Regions from separate parts of the Mus musculus genome. Here region 1 is linked to region 2. The links are chromatin contacts, called in public Micro-C maps. All regions are on one chromosome and are shown on one strand. The core of a region is the stretch at or near the end of the contact, and the rest is flanking DNA. Distances in the headings are between cores, read along the strand shown.

Evidence for each region. Hi-C and Micro-C count contacts between places; a contact is called where the count stands out from the background.
Region 1: a Micro-C map of embryonic stem cells shows a contact between it and region 2, with 15 times the contacts expected there. The contact joins the promoter of Hmx3 here to the promoter of Sox6os in region 2. A contact is called at or near these places in 1 of 39 promoter capture datasets (cranial neural crest) and 3 of 484 Hi-C or Micro-C datasets (all in embryonic stem cells).

What each region holds. Positions count from the first base shown.
Region 1 is chr7:131,541,495-131,545,944 of GRCm38.p6, reverse strand. It overlaps Hmx3 (H6 homeobox 3), which reads right to left and starts at 2,982. Exons shown (of 2, transcript NM_008257.3): 1 at 2,583-2,982; 2 at 1,009-1,980. The coding sequence starts at 2,982. The coding sequence ends at 1,310.
Region 2 is chr7:116,028,460-116,033,392 of GRCm38.p6, reverse strand. It overlaps Sox6os (SRY (sex determining region Y)-box 6, opposite strand), which reads right to left and starts at 1,414. Exons shown (of 2, transcript NR_152104.1): 1 at 1,226-1,414; 2 at 843-1,073. The region is part of intron 1 of Sox6 (SRY (sex determining region Y)-box 6); the gene reads left to right.

The sequences.
Region 1 (4,450 bases), core at 1,733-4,232, about 16 Mb before region 2:
TCTTATAAAGGGACTGAACTCCGGCAGAGGACAGGGAGGGAGGGAGGGGGGAAACAGACGAATGAAAACAACAGAACAACAGGTGTAGCCAACAGGGAACCAGAGCAAGGTGCCCGGTTGAGTTGGGAGGTTTTACAAGAAAACTGTACAGTTATCAAATAAGTTAAGATTCTCCTACGTTGATTGTCCTTCACTTAAAGCGCTCCACTCTGCCTAGCTCACTCCTCGCTACCTACCTTGCTTTCTTCCTTCCCCCTCTCCTGCTTAATCTTCCCTCTACATTAATGATTATGCTGCCGTGTGGTGGTCTTTATCCCAGCAGAGGAAGGGGCGGGGCTTGAGGGAAATTTTGTACAATATTGCACAGGCCAAAGCACAACGGTTGTTGTAAAGTAAAAACAAAAAAACAAAAAACCGGGAGAGGATAAAATGTATTTTTTTCTACAAAAAAGAAAGTGAGAGAGAGAGAGAGAGAGAGAGAGAGCGTGAGAGAGGAAACCAACTTCTGAAGCAGGCAAAGTAGTAATAGTGATATTACCACTAAATAAATTCGAGGAATAAGTAAGACCACTGCCACTCAGCCAGATATGAAGCTGTTACAGGTCTGGATTTGAGGCTTTTGTGTTTTCCCTTTAAACATTTTGTTTAGTGAATTCTTCAGTCCAAACGGAGATAAATGGAGTTGACTGCCACAGACAGACCAAGTGAGGATCTTACCAGAGGCCGCTCAGATTTTGGAAGGTGGGTGGTGGATAACTGATTGGGTGTGGGGAAAGAACCACACCCAGAAATCCAGAATTAATATGAATTCGATATGAATTCTCCCTCTCTCTCTCTCTCTCTCTCTCTCTCTCTCTCTCTCTCTCTCTCGGGATTTTGAAAATAGTTCCTCAGAAAAATGAATAAACTAAAAAAAAAAGTTGAATTTTTCGCTTATTTTCCTTCTGTAAAAATACACCCTCAGAGCCACAGAGCAATGGTAATTTAAGGGGAGATCTGAACTTTTTTTTTTTTTAAAGAACTTTCAATTGGAAGTTTTGACCTGGTAATTTTGTCGTTCCCCCCTGCCCCACCCCGTTTTCTCTCAATGGTAAGCAAAACCAAAAATAAGAGGAGAAGCGCCTCAAATTCATAGGAATTAATTGCACGAAAATGCATTGCAAATACTTACAAAATGCTATTGGGGGGTGGGAGGCAAGGCAGTGAGCCCAAGGTCGCTGGCCACAGCCCGGCACCCTCGGCCCGGCCCAGTCTCCTCCGGGGTCCCCAAAAGGTGGCCGGGTGCTCACTCCCTGTCCCCTGTCCCATCTCACACCGGCCTTAGTAGGGGCACGGACGAGACCACCGGGTGCGAGTAGTAGACTGGGTGCGGGAAGGTGAGCAGCGGCTGGCTGACTGGCACCGGTGCCCCCGCAGCCGCTGCCGCCCCCTCGGCCGCAGAGTTCTCGTGGTAGAGGATGGGCACGCGTACGATGCGCTGCGCAGCGGCGTGGCTCAGGTTGGCCGCCTCCAGCTCGGCCGCCAGCTGTCGCTTCCACTTGTTGCGGCGATTCTGGAACCAGATCTTGACCTGCGTCTCGGTGAGGTGAAGCGACGCGGCCAGGCCAGCGCGCTCCGAGCTGCTCAGGTAGCGTTTCATGTCGAATGTGGACTCGAGCTGGAAGACCTGGCTGCGCGAGAAGACGGTGCGCGTCTTCTTTTTGCGGCACGCCGGCTTCTTCTCGGGACTCTCGGCGCCCGCCTTCCAGTCCTCTGAGCCCGGTGTCGCCGTAGTCGCCCCTACGGTCGTCCCGGCCGCGCCAGGCACCGCCTCGCCTTCTTTTTTGCCTTCCTCCGAGTCGCTCTCTTCCAGAATGATCTCGTCCGGGCTCTTGGAGTCCAGCTCCTTGTGGTCGGGGTCAGCCTTGAGCAGAGGCTCCGGGGAGTCTCGATCGGTGCCGGACGCAGGGGAGGAGTCTCGCAGGAGGGCCTTTTCCGAGGCTGGGGAGACAGACAAACGGACGCACACACAAGCACAGCGACACAGCCTTGAGCGAGGCAGGGATCTGGGAGCACCAAGCGCAACCCACACGTTGGCCTCGGGCTACTGGCCCTGGGCCTCGGTTCTCCCGTGTCCCCGCTGGGCTGCAGTGGGGCAGAAAGATCTAAGATCTCTTCGCCTTTCTAGGACTGGCCAGGCAATGGTGGGATCAGGGCCGCTCCTTTTATCTCGCGTTTCCCACGCCAGGGGCCAGCGGGAAAATTCTCCACTGCTAAGGTTCAACCCTGCCTTCCAGGCCTCCCCCCCACCCCCCAAGGCCATCCCAAGCCACCCATTCCTGCTGGAGGACAATTTTTTTCCGGGAATCGCAGAGCCCGGGCCTCCAACTGCACTTCTTTTCTCAGCAAGTGGGATTGGTTTCCTTGGCCTCGTAGCCGAGCGGCGCAGGAAAGATGCTGGCTAGAGGCCGAAGGAAGTTAACCAAAACTCTGGTTGGCAGGTGTCGGGGCATCCCTAACTGCAGTGACACCATCTCTGAGAGGGAATGTGACCGGCCCACAGGGAAAGAGGGGAGAACGAAAGTTCAAAGAGAGGTCGGTACCTTCTGGTCGCGGGAGGTGACCGCCGGCGGGGGTCAGGGTGTAGGGGTACCACCAGGCCGGGGAGCGCTCCAGGTAGTGCGCGGGCAGGGCAAACCTCTGCGCTGGGATCTCAAAGCGGGGGAAAGCCAGGTCGCCCACCTGCGAGAGCGCGAAGCCCGCGGCGCCCTCCAGGGCACCTTTGGCTGCGGCGGCCGCAGCGGCGGCGGCGGCGGCAGCAGCCGAGGCCGGAGCAAAGAGCGTTCGTGGGGGCGGCTGAGGCTTCGGGGGCGGCCGGTGATGGTCTCCGTTGAGCAGGTTCCTGATGGAGAACGGGGATTCCTTGGGCGCGGGAGGTTGGGGCGGTGGCTGCGGGGGCGGCGCGCTGGCAGTGCCCGAGGCGTCCGGCCCGGGCTCCGGCATGGTCCCCAGTCCTCCGGGTCCCACGGAGGGCGGGAGCGGGACAGGCGGGCGGCGGGCGGCGGGGCGAGCAGGCTAGGGGCCGGAAATCAGACCATAAACGGAACTCAACTACGGGGCTCAAAGTCGGGGGCCGCCCCGGGCGCGAATCGAGCCGCGGGAGGGCGGGGTGGGGACCGGGCCGGGGCGGGCTCGCATGGGGGGAGGGGTCCAGAGGGGCGGGGAGCGGACCTGCCTCTGCGCCGAGGGAGCGAGGGGGCCGGTAGGAGCTGCGGCTCCCCGGGAGGAGGCTGCGAGAGCGGTCCCCGGCTTGGGGATGCGTCAATCCGGCGCCGGATGCTAATGATGAAATCAAAATGTCATCCAAGTTAAATGCGGGGAGTATACGGCGATTGGGCGCGTACAATGGCAAATGGGATTAGGCCGGCCAAGGCGCAGCCGAGCCCAGGCCCCGCAGCCGCCTCCTCTACCGCCCCCTCCTCGCCTTCCCTCGGATTTTGGCGCTTTGGCTTCGGGCTATGAGAGCCCGCCTGTTATTGGCTTTATATAGTCCAATTAGGCAGCAAATGAGGACAAACCTATTAGCACAAAAGGATATTGGCTCTCGCTAAAGAGGCACTCTGAGAGCTCCCACCAAGCGGGAGGCGCGCGAGGGACCTCAAGAAGGAGACGCCCCCGGCGGGCCGGAGCGCACGGACCTGCTCCAGTCTGGAGCAAGCACCTCCCTCTACCCCCTGCAGCTCGGCTGCGGGCTGGCTGCTGTCCGGTCTGCCTGAGGGGGAGGGGCAGAGCAGGCTGGCCTGGGTCACCTCCGGGTTATCCGCGCTAGCAGCGGCCGCTCTCCCACCCCTCCCGGCCTGGCAGAGGCCAGCTGCCCCACGCGGCTGGAAAGCCTTGGCCGTGCGGGTCCAGGAAGTAGGGCGCCTCCCCGGCCCCGAAAGAACTCAGTACTTTCTTTCCCCAAACCTGCTAATCAGGGTGCGGCCAAAAAGAGCTTCCCCGCTCTTCGTCTAGTCGAGAGTCTGCCGACTTAGGAATCCGCGTAGCCTTGGCCTTTGGTCCTGAAAATGGATGAGTGATTCTGAATCTTTCAGGAGTAGGAGTTGGGTATGCGACTCTGTGCACGCGCTTCCCCTGTGCAACTGTCGGGGTAGCGGTGTTTCCTCACTGACAACTGTACTCCGAAGGACACCGCTCTTTTCTTGGTGACTGTGTCCGCGGCTCAAAGATCAACTTTAAGCCTGCGATCTGAACACAGCACTTTCCCCCCAAAGGGTGGCATTTGGAACTGCCTAATGCTTTAATATAGGCGCCAAGAACCGAAGGCGCAGAAGAGTACCTTTCTCGTTTGTGACCCTGGCAACGACACCTGCAGCATGTCCCAAGGGCCTCCAAGTCCCTGGAGAATCTCGGCGGGCCTCTGAGGAATAGCTGGACTCATTCGACCTTAACAGCTCCCTGGGTCAAGCAG
Region 2 (4,933 bases), core at 165-2,664:
TCCGTAAAGTTCGAGGTAGGTATTTCATGGAAGTTCGCACAAGTGTGGGATGGAAGAAGTTGGTGTGCCTACTGTGTTGTGTTAGTGTTTCTCTCTCTCTCTCTCTCTCTCTCTCTCTCTCTCTCTCTCTCTCTCTCTCTCTCTCTCTCTCTCTCTCTCTCCTTCTCCCTCCCCCTCCCCTCTCTCTCCTCTTCCTCCCCTCTCTCCCTTTCCCTCGCTCTTTCTATTCTCCAGCTTAGGGTTCAGATGGGGCTCTTGGATGGCAATGCCCTTTGTACCCACAAGAGGGCAACATCTTGAGGGCTTTGTGAACACTGGATCTTTCATCGCGGCATGCTTGCTTGGGTTTTGAGAAAGTTTTAGCGAAACTTTCAAAGTGATATTTTATGTTATTCATAATATCAAAAAGTAAAGTCATAAAAAAGAAGAAACAAGAGAAAGGTGGAGGAGGAAAGGATGGGGAGAGGGAGAGAGGGGAGAGAGGGGAGAGGGGGAAGAGGGGAGAGGGGAGAGGGGGGAGAGGGGGGAGAGGGAGAGAGAGAGAGAGAGAGAGAGAGAGAGAGAGAGAACAGTTTAGATTGCCAGGGGAGTCTGAGCCACAGAAGGTGGGGGAGGGCTGTTGTAATTGTGGGTTTGGCCGACTGACGACTGGAGTGCCCTCTTCGGCAATCTTAGTTGTAGCCGGAGGTCATGTAAATCGACCTTAAAAGAATGCATAAGCCATAAATTAAACCCTCACCCAACGGCTGATCCATAAGTAGACAAAATCTAACCTGGACAAAACGGGCTTCCTTTAGGGCCGAGTTAACCCCTCTCCCCCAATAGAAACTCAATGCGAAGTTAGTTTTGTTAGAGAATGAATATTTTGTTTTCTTGAAAAGTGTCGATTTGCCGTGTGACTGCGCCGCCGCAGTTCTAAGAGGCGTCAGTGTTAGCCAGGCTGTGGCTCAGGGGCCGGGAGGACCCGCAGGGCTTCTGAACCTCCCCCATTTCGGACTGGGATCGTTGGCTAGTTGTGGGGTTGACGCTGGCCTAGGGCGGGCGGGACTCCAGGATCTTCGTAGCTCTCCGCGCTAGGGGTGAAATTTACCCGGAGGATTAAAGAAAACCCGGGTGGCTAGAAGCCGCGCGCTCCCTCCTCGCCCTCCACCACCGGGGCTTCCCACGACTTTCCCGGGACGCTCGAGTTCCAGTTCCCCTTGCTCCCTCCACTATTGCACTTTACTTTTAATGGTCCTCTCAGCAGTACACAAACCGAACTCCAAGGCAGTTTGCAACCCAACGGTGGTCCTTTTTGCTCAGCACGCTTGCTGCGCAGGCTGGCCCGCTGACGGCGTGGGCGAGGGACAGCCCCGTAAGGCTCGCGCGGGTTCGGCTTCCAGGTCCTCTGCGCTTCAGCCGGCACCCTCGGCTCAGAGCCTGACCCGCAACCTTCGTCCCTCTAGGCTCTCTGCCCGGCCCGCTACTGGCTGCCCGCTGCGGGCCGATGTTCGGAGCACCGGCTGGGCCCTGGGCGGGAGGCGGTGTTGGCGAGGCTCGCCTGCCCCGGGGGAGCTGCTTTCGGCTTTCTCCCTTAAAGGGCAGTACGAAGAAGGACCCGGGTTTGTGCAAAGGCTGCTGGGGCTGAACTGCTGCAAATGCAAAGGAACGGCCGGGCTCTGCGGAGGACAGACTGGCTCCGGGTCCGCGCAGCTTTAAGATAAAAAGAATTGGTGTGTTCGGATAGATAAAAGGTGGTCGTTTCCGGCGTATTATGAGTTTTATTTAAGCTTGTCTGACTCTGACCAAGTTTGAAAATGTTTGTTTGTGTGAATGACCAGTTATCGGCAGCGACTCCAGTTTGTGGTCTAAAATAAGTCATTTACTGGGCTGGCAGGGCTGCTAGTTAGCAAGATGGGCTGTTCTAGGCTGCTTCTGCGAGTTGCCTCCTGTAAGGGCCGCACTTGAAGTTTCAGTCTCAAGATAGTCCGAAACTGTCCCAGCGGCACAATAGATTGGGCTCCGGACCTCCAGTTTCAATGTCTGAGAGGGAGTTCTGGTGACTTCTCGGTCCTGGACGCTGGGCTCCAGGGTGAACTCCAGTGGCTTGGCTTTTGGCCCTCACGGAACCGCCCAGCCAGCAACCCAGTGGAGAGAATGCCCCTTCCCCCCGCCCACCAGGGTCTCCTCTCTTCTGTCCTTTGTAGTCACATGTCCGGGTTTTCCCCCTGGTCCGAGAACAGACACAGCCCCGCCCAGTCTATTTCTAGAAGGTGGGTTCGGTGAATAAAAAGGTCAAGTGGTTACGTTCCCGAGCTGGTCCACAGTGAGGGGGGACAGGACAGACACCTGGCAAGGCCCGCCCCGCCTGTCCCCCCAACCCTGGCGGGCCTGCCTGCCTGCGACTGGCCTCCCTAGGCCACATTCTTGTGTTAGGTTGGAGAGGCGAGAGGCGGTAGGAGAGGGAACCCTGAACCGGCCCAGAGCAGGCGAAGCTGATCCCGAGATGGCATTTTGTTTTGAACAGTTGGTGGGGAGGACGCTTCCTCATAAGGTAAGGTGTCAACTGGACAGTTGGCTGCCCAAATGCCACATGTATAATTAGCCTGCGTACTCAGCACCTCATCCCCAAGGCCCATAGGCACGGGCTTGGCTGACTTGAGTAGCTCAGTTCAGCTCTGGATTACAGGATTCCCAAGGGAAGCCTAACCGGCCAGGAGAGCCTGGAGAGGCCCTGGCTAGGAAGACTGACCATGAAATCTCGCTTTTGATTTTTGCCTTTTCTCCTTCTCCAGTTTTTCGTAGTTTTCAGCTAAGGGGCAAGTGCTGGTTAGGAGAAGGTACCCAACATCAGCGGCAGGTTGCAGACTGGATGGGGAAAGGGGAAACAGAACAAACCTGGCCACATCCTACCCACATGCTGCCCTGGAGAATCTGCTCAAACACTCTGTGTGCACTCATCTATTGGGATCAGCCAGTCTTGGCACTGTGTGACTTGGCTTGGGAAGAGACTTCAGATCTGCTCACTTGTCTCCCTGCTTCCCCCACTCTCAGAGGTCTATCACAATAATTTAGTGTCAGTGCCTGATTGTAGTTTCTGCTCCCGCTTCAGGCCTAGTTGCTTGGGGCTGCTAGTGGACCTGGGAGCTGGGCAGATCTGTTGTTTCCCTTCTCATTCCTGTTCAGCTTGGGGTTCTTAGAGCAGAGCTTTGTCTCCCTGTCTGCTCAGATGGATGCTAGTTTCCTGTTGAGCTTCCCGGGACATCCTAGCCTGAGGCCAGCTTTAAGGCTTGTGGCCCTGTGCAGACCAGACTTGTGCAGCTTCAAACATGACCTTTCCTCTGTCATCCCTCTGCCACCCTGGGCACTCGCTGTGGAATTCAGCACTCAGAATTAGGCACTGACATCAATTTGCCTTCTTCCCTTGCTTCTAGGTCTCTCAGATATAGTACTGGAAAGATTCTCTGTAATTTCAAAACAAATGAGCAAACACTTCCCCGAAACCTTGCACAGGTCTAGTGGGACAGTTAGCTTTCTCAGCAGCAGGGGTTCTGTGATGAGAAGCTGGGGCTTACTAAGTTTCTCTTGCTTCGATGGAAGCCAGTACAGTCTTTTCTTATAGCATGACCAAGGTTAGAGCTGAAGTTTCTGTTCTCTCAGCCTGGGAATTTTTATTGATGCATTTTCCAGAGGGTCTTTGTTGTATGCACATACATGAGCATGTGGAGAGGCACAATGACATGTAGATTTCTTCTCAATATTTGAGAGACCTTATAAGAAATGTTATATTGCTCCTGTTCTTAAGAAAAGGAAACACTCCACTAAATGGTTCACATTTTGAAAGCCAGTGTGCACTAGAAGTCATTGGATCTAGTTTATGGCCAAAGACATGAAGTGATCAGGACTGGATACCAGGAAGAGACCAGGTATTTCCTCAGGCAAGCTGACACCCTTAGTCACTTCATGAGTACTGACACCTCTTTCTCCTCTGCCCTTCCACATTTCTTACTATGGCAGGAAGAGAAGGTTTTTTTTGTTATTGTTTATTTTTTATCTGGTTCGTTGTTGATTTTATTGTGAAGTGAAGAAAAGGAATGCTCTTTTGGAGTATATGTTTTTTAATTAAAATGCAAATATTTGAGCTGTTTTAGAATTATGTGGTATGATACATTCTGTACTATATTGCATAACTACAATACTCAACAATATATTGTAAAAACAAATGTTAAGAGACTACTTATCAAGCAGTTATCATGTGCCTGTGTCTTAAACTGACTCTAATGCATTCAGCATCAGTCTTAAATGGAGTGATGTGCTGTGAGAATGCTGTCTATGAAGCATCTTTTCAGTAGCAGCAGAAAACAACCGATATTTTTCTTTATAAGGGAAAAGCAAGGATTTACAACGTGTCAATATAACCAGTAAATCTTCCTTTTATAAAGCTTCAAAATATATAACTTTAAACATAATGATAAATTTTGGTGGCATTATTGAGGTTTTATATAAATTTTTTATTTGTCTTGTTTTAGGAGATATTGGGCTTTAAGTCAATGATCAAATTCCTGTACCTATTTACCTTAAATATTATAAATCTGAAATATTTTATATAATTCTCTTTCAATTAATACAGTAGGTCCTGGAAGGATTGGTATTTCTTGAGAATAAGGTAATACATTGGCTTTAAGGCTTTTAGTACTTTCTATCTTTTCATATTGGCTATTTTAACCCACTAGTGATATTACTCACATATCTATATTTATATCATATATATATATATATATATATATATATATATATATACTACTTAAAAACAGCATTTTATGAAATTGTAGTTTGGGTTTAAGAGAACTATTTGCTTAAACATAGTTTGAGGATGCATATATGTATATCAATTGCTGTTTTTGAAGTAAAGTAGAAATTCCCTAGAAATGTGTCTAAGAGCACCATATCAGTA